Linked DNA regions of Sus scrofa: region 1 is linked to region 2. A link is a contact called in public HiChIP or PLAC-seq data. All regions are on one chromosome and are shown on one strand. Each heading gives the region's core, a stretch centred on a gene start, on an enhancer-like site or on the middle of the called end of the contact. The rest is flanking DNA. Distances are from core to core; before and after follow the strand shown. Region 1 holds the start of IRF2BP2 (interferon regulatory factor 2-binding protein 2). Region 2 holds the start of TOMM20 (mitochondrial import receptor subunit TOM20 homolog).

Region 1 (4,922 bases), core at 587-3,086, 430 kb before region 2:
AGTGGATGTGGACAGCCAGGGCTGTGCCTCTCCATTGATCTTAGGGGGCCCGACTTCACCTTCTGGTTCTGGTGAAGGCTTCCTTTTCCTTGCAGTTCTTGCAACTGGAAAAAGAGAAATAAAAGGGAAAAGAGAAAATAAATAAAGGTGCACCGGAAAGGCCTTTTACTAACATGAAACAAAATTCGCTAAAGCATTTTTATTCTCTGAAAGCTGGTAGATAAAAACTCACGTGAGCTTTCAAGAGCACGTGTAACTTAAAACACTTAACTTACAGGGCTGAGGCAGTATGCCACTCAAAAACACAAAAGCCACAGAAAACGATTCCTACACAACGGCCTATTCTGACACACGCAAGCATGTAGCCCGGCTAAACCGGGCATACGACTGCTAACGTCCCCCAGCAGGTTAAAAGGTGACTGGTGCTCTCCTGCTCTCCTCCAAGAATGTGCTGGGAAAGGAAAACCCGGTGTCAGTGCCTATCAGCCCGGTCTGACTCATCTCTGTTGTGCTACTTCAGCACAGGAACACGTTGCCACTAAGCACTGGTTCCGCCTCGGGCAAATCAGGAAGTTGGGTGTTTGTTGTTTCTGGGCCGGCCGGGGGAGAAATGGTGAATGGGAAGGGCACCCCCTCCTCTGCTCTCCGTCCCCTCTTCGCCCCGAGATCACCTCACTCCACAGCCGCCCCTACCTGCTTTAGACCCGTTGGCCCCGTTGGCCTCGAAACCCAACAACCTGCCTGCAGTCAGGGCCGGCTCCTTCTTAAACTTGCTCTCGAAGGGCCCCGAGTGGCCGTGCTGGTGCAGCGCCAGCAGCGTGTCTCGAACCGTCTTGGGCCTGTTGACCCAGTCCTGATCGCCGGGCCCGCGGCCCTTGCCCGCGCCCTCCGTGCCCAGCTCGGCCGCCCCGGCCGCGGTGGTCAAGCTGTCTGCCGGGCCGCGGTGCGAGGTCGGCGGCGGCTGCTTCTCCTTGGCTGCCGCCTCGCGCTGCTCGTGCTCCGCCGACGCGCTGCTCGTCACGGACGCCGGCCGCTTGTGGGCGCCCAGTTCGGCCGGCTGCGCCGAGCCCAGCCCGGCAGCCGCGGCCCCGGACACGGCGGCCAGTGAGGCGGCGGCGCGACCGCCCAGGCCAAGAGCGGCGGGCAGCGGCGTGGTCGAGCCGTTCATGAGCGGCACCAGGGTGGGAGGCACGGCGTGGCCGCGCCGCGGGTTAGGGCTCTGGCGGTTCAGCTCCGGCGGCTCCTCCAGCTTGGAGAAGCCGTTGGGCACCAGGATGCCGTTCACGGGCGGCGGCTGCGGCGTTGGCGGCTGGGCCAGACCGGCCGCCGGGCGGCTACCGCTGAAATCGGAGCCGAGGCGCGGGGGCCGCTCGGCTGCGGCGGCTGCCAGAGGGTAGCGCTCCAGGGCCTGCGGGGCGCGCGCGGTGGCCTCGGGGCCGCCGTGGCCGAGCTGCTGCTGCTGCTGCAGGAGAAGGTCCTTGGCGGAGAGCGGCGGCGGCTTAGCGGCGGCCGGAGCCGCGGCGCCGGGCGGGGAGCGGCCCTCCGGGAAGCAGCCGTGCGCCCGCTTGAGCTGCCGCGCCGTCTCGATGACGAACTCGACGCGGTCGGCGCCCTCGTAGTTGACGCAGCCGCGGCACACGGGCTCCGTGAAGTCCCAGATCATGGCCCAGGGCATGCGGGGCAGGTCACACAGGTAGCACGACTGCCGCCGGGACGCGGCCGCCACCGCCACCGCCGCGGCCATGTCCGAGGAGCCCGCGGCGCCGGAGGAGGAGGAGGGGGCGCCGCCGCTCCCCGCCGGCACCACGCGCGCCCTCCTCCCCCCCCAACCCCGCGTCTCCCCCACCAGCGGCGGCGGCGGCCGCAAAGGCGGCGGCGGCGGCAAAGCCCGCGAAGGATCGGCGCCCGCGCAGCGCCCCCGGTGCACGAGGGGCGGCGGGCGCGGGGCGAGGGGTTGCAGCCGCGGCAGCACGTCCCCCCGGCCGGCGCGGGCGCGGGTGGGCGGCGGGGCGGCGCGGCGCGGCGGGCGCGGCGGCGGCGGCGGCGGCGGGGGCTCGGCCGGGGCCGCGGCGGGCCTCCAGACCGGGGCGAAGACGGGCCGCGCGGGCGCGGGGGAGCGCAGCAGGTCGCGGCGGCGGCCGGCGCGGAGTGCGGGGCGGGGGGCGGGGAGGCCGGGGGGGCGGGGGGCGGGGGGCGGCCGCCGGGGCAGGCTCAGCCCGAGCGGCGGGGCATGCCGCGCCGGGGCGGCGGCGGCGGCGGCCGTGCGGCGTGGAGCTCGGGCGCGGCACGGGCCCGGGTCGCTCCGCTGCTCTCTCACAGCTCCTGGCGTCGCCGCTCTCCAGCGCCCGCCTCAGCGCCCAGCCCGCCTCAGCTCCGCCGCCGCCGTCGCTGCTGCTGCTGCCGCCGCGGCCGCTCCACTTCTACAGACTTGATTCTTCGACAGCCTCGCAAGGCGCCTGCGCGGGCCCCCTCCCCTCGCGCGCGCGCGCCCGCCCTCCCCCGCTCCCTCCCCCTCCCCCCGCCAGAGAACGAGCGCTGCCGGGAGAGCCGGCTCCGCGGCGCCCGCCCGCGGGTCAGCACCACCCGCCTGCGCCGCGGCTCGTGTCCCCGACGTGAAGCCGTCGCTGGTGTGGCTTGCTTTCCTCCACCCGCTCGGCTCCCTCGACTGCTCAGGCAGTTCCTTCTCGTCTAGGGCTGTTTGAGCCAAACCGTGCTAGAACTCATGTTTTGAAAAGCCAGGCCACTCTGTAACCTGGTTCTGTTAGTAGCATCTTGAGGATGGGGATTTTCAGTCAAGTGCTGTTCACAGTTTTGTAAGGAGCTTTATTTGAACTCCTCGGTGAGTGCTTTTACACCCGCATGTCTTGGGAAGGACACACGCGCCGCCGGTCCCCTAAACTTTTACAACAGGAGGGTGCGCGCCCAAGCCTAGGGCCGCGTCCACCCGCCCTTCTACGGAGCCCTTCCGGGAGCGAGCGGGTACGCTGCCCGAGGAGGTTCCGATCCCCCTCTTCCCCAGTCCGCAGCCCGCCGGGCCACGCGGGGATCCCGGTCGCCTGCTGCAGGCCCGCGCGGCGGGCGCGTGACGTGGGCGCGGGGCCGCGTGCGCCGCCACCGAGTGCGCACGCTCCGCGCGGACGTGACTCGGCGCCGCTGGCACTGGCGGCCCCATTGAACGAATGCACATTCCAGGGATCCGGGGTCAGCGGCCAACGCGGCCGCGTCACCGCGCAGGCTCCGCCCCCGCCGCGACTCTGCTCCAGACCCCGCCTCTCGGAGCCAAACTTGGACTCCAGGTGGCGCGCGGCGCGGGCACGAGCGGCAGCGGGGCTTGGCCCGCGCCCGCCGTGGGGGCGAGCGACCGGCTACCCCGCTGGCTGCTCTGGCGTCCCCGGCGCCGCGGTGGGGCAGTGGCAGCCTTGCGCCCCTGGCAAGGCCCGGGTTGGGCTTAACCCCGGTGGGTGCGAACCCGCCTGGCGCGAAGGCGAGATGTGGCCGCAGAGCCTGGCCGCGCTCTGCCACTGTAGGCCGCCACAGACTCTGCCCAGACTGAAATGAGCACTTGAGTTTCACACTTTTATCGGGAGGAGGAGCTGGCGTGTGTTATGGTAAATTACTTTTGGCTGGTCGTTAGTCTTAACTGACTAATAGACGCTGGCTTAGTCACTCGCAGTTGGGACTTTTACACTTCAAGTCTGTAAGGGCGGCCTTGGGAGCTTCCTTTGTTGGAAAACAGGCCCACATCTCTCCCTGATACTGGAATGAGCTGGTTAAGTGTGGGAAGAACAGGGTACTAATTATATTATCTTCCCTACAACTGGATTGGTAGGTGGAGAGAGAAGAAAAATCCTGCTGACGTTTCTTTTCTAGTTGTTGCTATTGAAAATGCCAGGTTGCTTCAAAGGATTAACCACAAGGAAGAGGAAAAACACCCTTAGAGAAACAGTGGAGGGAGCTGCTTAAAGCACAAGAAAAAACCTGTCTGAAAATGGCACAGAAAACGTAATGCCAGACTTAAATGTTTTTATAGGCGAACCCTGAATGTCTTCTCTTGGGGATTTCCAGAGAGGGTGCGCCTGCCATAAAGGTCTCCCCATCTGTTCCCGGATCTTGCCCTGCAATTATAGTCCTGCCTCACCCTCTCCTGCTTGGAAAAATAGGACCCTGATTTTTTTTCTCCCAAGCAGCTGGTGCCAGCGGATTGGGTCATTCCTGGTCCCTGGTGTCCCACACCTCTTTCAAGACCTGCCACTCTCCTGGGAGACCCTGTGCCACTCATTCTAGCACGTGACTTGATCCCACTAGGCCACTGCCATAGGGGATGAGGCCCAGTCTCTGTGCTGCAGAGAGATGAGCCATCTCACCCCTAAGAAATGGCCCCACTAGGAGTGACTGAAAGATTAAAAGAAAACAACTTGGGGTTAGAGTCATGGCCTAATTATACTCATGTACCTGCCAGGGCACTGTAATATCCTCATGGGCAGGCCTGTGGCTCCATCCCAAAATAGAAATACCGAGATCCAAATTCTGCCCTGAGAGGTATTCAGTGAGGATTTTTGTAGAACAGAGCTTTTCTTCTCCAGATGGAGAGTGTTTCCTTTTTATTTTACACTGCCAGTTTAATGTTGAAACTGAGTTGTTGTAACTTCCCTTAATGAAATGCCCGCTGGAAAATGGAAAGCCTATTTTAGTTCTGGTTTCTCTTGCCATAAAAGGATCCAGGATCAAGAGGGTTAAGGCTGGCCCTGGATCCAGGGCAGCAATTCCTTATATTGTATCTGAAGTCTTTCATGCTGCCTGGCCTTTCATGTAGCTCTGAAGCAGCTTTATCGATGTATGCTAAGTAAACATAGCTTTGTTTTCGTCTTCCACCCACCGCCCTCCCTCCCGGCACAGACTGGAGCTGGATCCCTTCCAAAGCG
Region 2 (4,810 bases), core at 1,416-3,915:
CTCACTATATTTTAACACAATTAATCATGTAATACAGTGCTGTATCATGAAAAACATCTGTAGTTGGCACTATAACTTGTAGGTTAATTTTCATTTGTTAGCTATTATTTAGATACAAATTATGCTGGGGGAGTCCTGCTAATTTGCTGTTACTAATGAAAGGTGAAAAATCTGAATAAACTAGAATACCAAATCTAACCTCAAACCTTTTTTAAACAACTTAAGTCCCTTTTCCTTAAAATAAAAATTTTTTAAAAATCAGGTAAAAAGAAAAAAACATGGCATTTTTATTACACATGTAAGTATTCTATTAGAATTTAGGCAGGAAAAACCCAAAATTAGGAATTCTCTTGGGATGCAAGTTCGATCCCTGGCTAGAGAATTTCCACATGCTACAGGTGCGACCAAAAGAAAAAAGGAAAACCCTCAAAGTTAACTAAACTCAAATGAATTTCATTCCACAAATACAAAACACCCTCAAGTTCCTAAATATCAATCATACAAAAACCTTTAAGCAGATTGCAAAATACTCGTGTTTTATTTGCTAAAGGAAATATAAAAAAAAATTATATTCATAAACAACCTTTAGCATTCATCAATTACCATGTACCAGGTACAGTACTAAACTACAATTAAAGCTTGGAGCCGGTTGCCCAAGGTTACTCAGCTACTAATTCAAGCCTGACCACTTAAATCATTAGGCTACTGTCAAACCTAGAAGAAAAACTGATGGGTTGAAGACGATAGAACATAATCCCTGAAAATAAGATTTCTCAATTTTAGAAATGATTTCTTCAATCAAAAATCAGTTTTCTCAAAATTGTCAACAGCAGGATTGCAGTGTTTCCATTCTTCAAAGAGCTCTACATCCAAGCCACCCCCACCTAATCCTTGAAGGTACAGGAAAACGATCTAAGTTCTAATAAGTACACATACAGCCAGCATTTATAGGGCCTCTCTTACGTCAGGAATGGTGGTGGGAACCTAAAACATCTTAATCTTCACAAAACCAACTGGAGACATTACCTGACTTTGCAAACTAAGAAAATTAAGACTCAGCCCAAGATCACACTGCTAATTTGTGACTAACCTGGGCCTGGAAACTCAGTGTCTGAATCCACAACAGCATTATTTCCATTAGTCTACCTAGCCATACCTCTATGCCGCTTTCTTCCTGAGACACAAAGGGAGCTAAAATCAGATACATTGTAAATGGTGTAAGATCAGTACTTTCCAGTACGGTAGTCACTAGCCACGTGACACTCTATAATTCGTGAAATGACTTACTATAGCTTAATTGCTATCACTTAAATAGGATAATCACATCTTTACACTTTCTGGGCTTCAATAACTTAATCATAATTTCAGAAAATATTTTGAATGAGCAACCTAGTTAAAAATGTATTTCTTGGGAGTTGCCATTGTGGCGCAGCAGAAACGAATCCGACTAATATTCATGAGGATGGGGTTCGATTCCTGGCCTCGCTCAGTGGGTTAAGGACCCGGAGTTGCCCTTAGCTGCGGTGTAGGTCGCAGACGCGGCTCGGATCCCACGTTGCCGAGGCGTAGGATGGCAGCCGTAGCTCCAATTCAACGCTTAGCCTGGGAGCTTCCATATGCTACCAGTACGGCGCTAAAAGGCAACAACAAAAACGAACAAAGTATTTCTTATTGCAACAAATGTGCTCTTCTATTGTTGCAAACGAGTATACCCCAGAAGTTAAAGACCATAAAGGTTTTGGTGACAAGGTTTCCATCCAGCAAACCTCTTAAAACATGTCGCAGGTATGAAATAGGACTGAGCCACGTGAGAAGCGCAGGCCTTTGGACTCCCCTGCAATTTCTGTAGCATTCACTCATATCTTGGAAGCCTTTAGAGCGAAGCTACCAAGAGGGTTTAAGAATGCAATCTTATCGTTGAGAACAATACTGTTCTGGCTATGCGGATTTCGTCTCAAGCCACGAATTCGCAAAATGCAAAAAAATACTTTCGAGGGAGAAATAAAGGTTTATAAAAATAAATGGCAAAACGAGCCCCAACCTCCACGCTATATTATACAATCGCGTTTGCACTTACACAGAGAAAGTGGGGAAAACGAAATGGGAAAAATCGTCCCTCCAAAATGGAGGGAATCGTACAGCGAGGAGCCGGGGGCAGCCCTGGGAGGACGCAGACAGCGCCATCACCTTCTGGCTCGTTTGCCCGCGGTCCTAGGCCGGGCCGCACCACGCGGCTGCCCAGCACGCGGCGACCCGACGCGCCCAGGCGGCCCGGCGAGGGTGCAGGAGGGTTGGGCCACGCCAGGGTCCAAGGGAGGCGGAGGGAGGCCGCAGGCCCCGGGGACAGGGCAGCCACTCACGTTCTCGCAGCCTGTTCTTGAAGTTGGGGTCACTTCGTCTCTTGCGGTCGAAGTAAATGCAGTACCCGATGAAAAGGGCCCCGCACACGCCGGCGGCAATGGCGCTGTTCCGGCCCACCATCTTCTCCCCACGGAGCAGCGGCGGCTGCGGCGGGAGAACTGCGAAGTACCCGTTGGCCGCAAAACCTTAGAGCAGACTCCGCTGACCGGGCCTGACGCCCGCCGCAAGGGACGCGGAAAGGCGGGGCTTATGTCACTTCCGGCCCCTGTCGCCGAGACCCTCGGGTCTGTCCAAGGCAGTGCCTGAGCCGAGGCGCCCGCGCCGCCTCTGCGCTTGCGCAGAGGTTTGAGCACAATGGCCGAAACAGCTACCACCGCTGTTCGCGTAGGTGTTGGGATTTTGCTGGAGACCATGCTTTTCCTTAACAGCCGCCTGAGCATGATGTAAGGGTGTTGGCACGTGGCCGTCGTGCGCACACTACAGAGACTTTTTATAGGCTATCACATTCTTTCTTGAATTTAACTGAATTTGCTTTTCAAGTTCAGTCACAATCCGTTGTGCGCCAAGCACCGTAAGTGATTCGATTTAACAAGAATGTTACAGTCTCAAGAGTGAAAGAAAACTAAACGGAGCAATTCCTGGAAAAAATGTTACGGGGAAAAAGAGTTTGAAGGAAAAAGAAAACGTATAGTTGTCATAGCCACTGAAAACACTGTGTATCTGTGTTTTAAGTTTCAAAAGACACCCTTGGAGTGGTAGGAATGTTTGTTACTCATAGTGGGTCCTGACCATTTATGCTGAGGAGATGGTTCGTAATGGGAGCTGGCCAGATCAGACAGATCAACTATTTGGCTAGAGGACTTTGATCCAAGTGATATCAGCCCTACCTAAGGGGAGAAGAGGGGAAGGAAGCTGGAGATTGGGTTCAACTTCATGCACGTGAGCTTCCCAGTTTGGCAATGCTCTGTGCAAGTTACGCATCAGTGTGCCATATGCCAGGAGGTGAGGTGTTCTGTCTCGATGGGGAGGGAATAGAAGCTTTGCACGTGGGATCCTCCCAGACCTTTTCCCATGTCTCATCTTCCCATTTGTCCGGTTTGATTCGTATACTTTTGCTGTCATTAAAGTGTAATGATAAGAATAGAATGTTTTTGTTGTTTTTTTGGCCGCTCCGCGGCATATACTGTTCCCAGTCCAGGAATCAGATCCCAGCTGTAGTTGTAGTTGTAGCTGTAGCTGCAGCAATATGGGACCCTTAACCCACTGTGCCAGGCGGTGGCTCCAACCTGTGTCTCAGTACTCCCAAGATGCCACTGATCCTGTTGAGCCACATTGGAAGCTCCAAGAATAGTATGTTCTTGAGTTCTGTGACTCCTTACAGTGAATTATTGAAACTGAGGGGCTGGTAGAAACCTCCAAATTAGTAGCAACTGGTCAGAAGAGTGACCTGAAGACAACACCCTCCTCCCTCCCCAAGTTAGTGTTGGCGTATGAGCATAGTCTTGTAGGGGACTGTCCCCTTAACCTAATAAGTTTGGCTCGACTCAGGTGGCTGGTATCAGAAGTTATTGCAAGGGTACTTATGGAAACATTTAGCTTCAGGTCCTAACCTAGTCCAAGAGCCTGGGAAAGCCCTTCTGCCTGAGTGGTATGGAACCTGAGATCCCATGGAAACAGAAAATTAGATCAAAGATTCATGAGCATTGCTTGGACTGGGATGAGATGTGAAGGTGCATATGCGTCGTGAGAAAATGATTGAGAAGGTTTCAAACAACAGCACAAAAAGCTTTTCCTTATGTCCTGCACACACATGTTGATTCTTCCTACCCTAAAAAGTGAAGCTCAGGAAGGTATGTCCTGAGCCTCTGCTGTGTTGGAACAGAAGACCTGCAAGGTCACACAGATGCCATGAGGCTTAGAACTCAACTCCTAGAAATTTGAGTAGACCATGAAGCTATTAGATTATTTGTCTGAATAAACAACATGCTACTTATCTCTATTCCTGTGTTGTGCAGAAGAAATGCCACGTAAATGCTGAGGTCACTGTGATGAGACACAACAGACCAGAAAACATGTTTCTACAAGGCACAGTTAGAGCAACACCTGTACCTTTGAATCTCAGCCATTCTGCATTTTTTAATAATTTTTTTTTACACTTGTGAAATACCTATAGATTCCTGAAAGAAAAACAGCTCGGAAATCCCTGAGGCATGTTGTTTGTGAGTGGAATTTGTGGGCTGAGGAATGAAATTAGTGGTTCATCACCAGAGTTTTAAAATAGAATAAAAAGTATCAGCCAGCAACACGTGTAGTAAGGACCAGTACTGACGTGGGAAACTTGTGTGTCAGTTAAATACACCCATGTCTGCACTGGTCCCAGTGTAAAATTAAAACTGTTGCAGATTATCATCAAAAAAGTGTGAAACTACTTATCTAGTCCAAGGCCCTT

What was found. HiChIP or PLAC-seq counts read pairs in DNA pulled down with a chosen protein or histone mark.
Region 1: a contact with region 2 is called in an H3K27ac HiChIP or PLAC-seq map of alveolar macrophages. The contact joins the promoter of IRF2BP2 here to the promoter of TOMM20 in region 2. A contact is called at or near these places in 2 of 5 promoter capture datasets (fetal liver and liver), 2 of 47 Hi-C or Micro-C datasets (embryonic fibroblasts and epiblast stem cells) and 2 of 2 datasets of contacts at active chromatin or transcription factors (alveolar macrophages and skeletal muscle).

The regions. Positions count from the first base shown.
Region 1 is chr14:56,542,706-56,547,627 of Sscrofa11.1, reverse strand. IRF2BP2 (interferon regulatory factor 2-binding protein 2) reads right to left here and starts at 1,836. Exons shown (of 2, transcript XM_021074288.1): 1 at 742-1,836; 2 at 1-104. The coding sequence starts at 1,744. It overlaps LOC110256820, which reads left to right and starts at 1,743. Exons shown (of 2, transcript XM_021073692.1): 1 at 1,743-2,148; 2 at 2,210-2,616. The coding sequence starts at 1,743. The coding sequence ends at 2,616.
Region 2 is chr14:56,110,942-56,115,751 of Sscrofa11.1, reverse strand. It overlaps TOMM20 (mitochondrial import receptor subunit TOM20 homolog), which reads right to left and starts at 2,665. Exons shown (of 5, transcript XM_001926935.6): 1 at 2,361-2,665. The coding sequence starts at 2,481.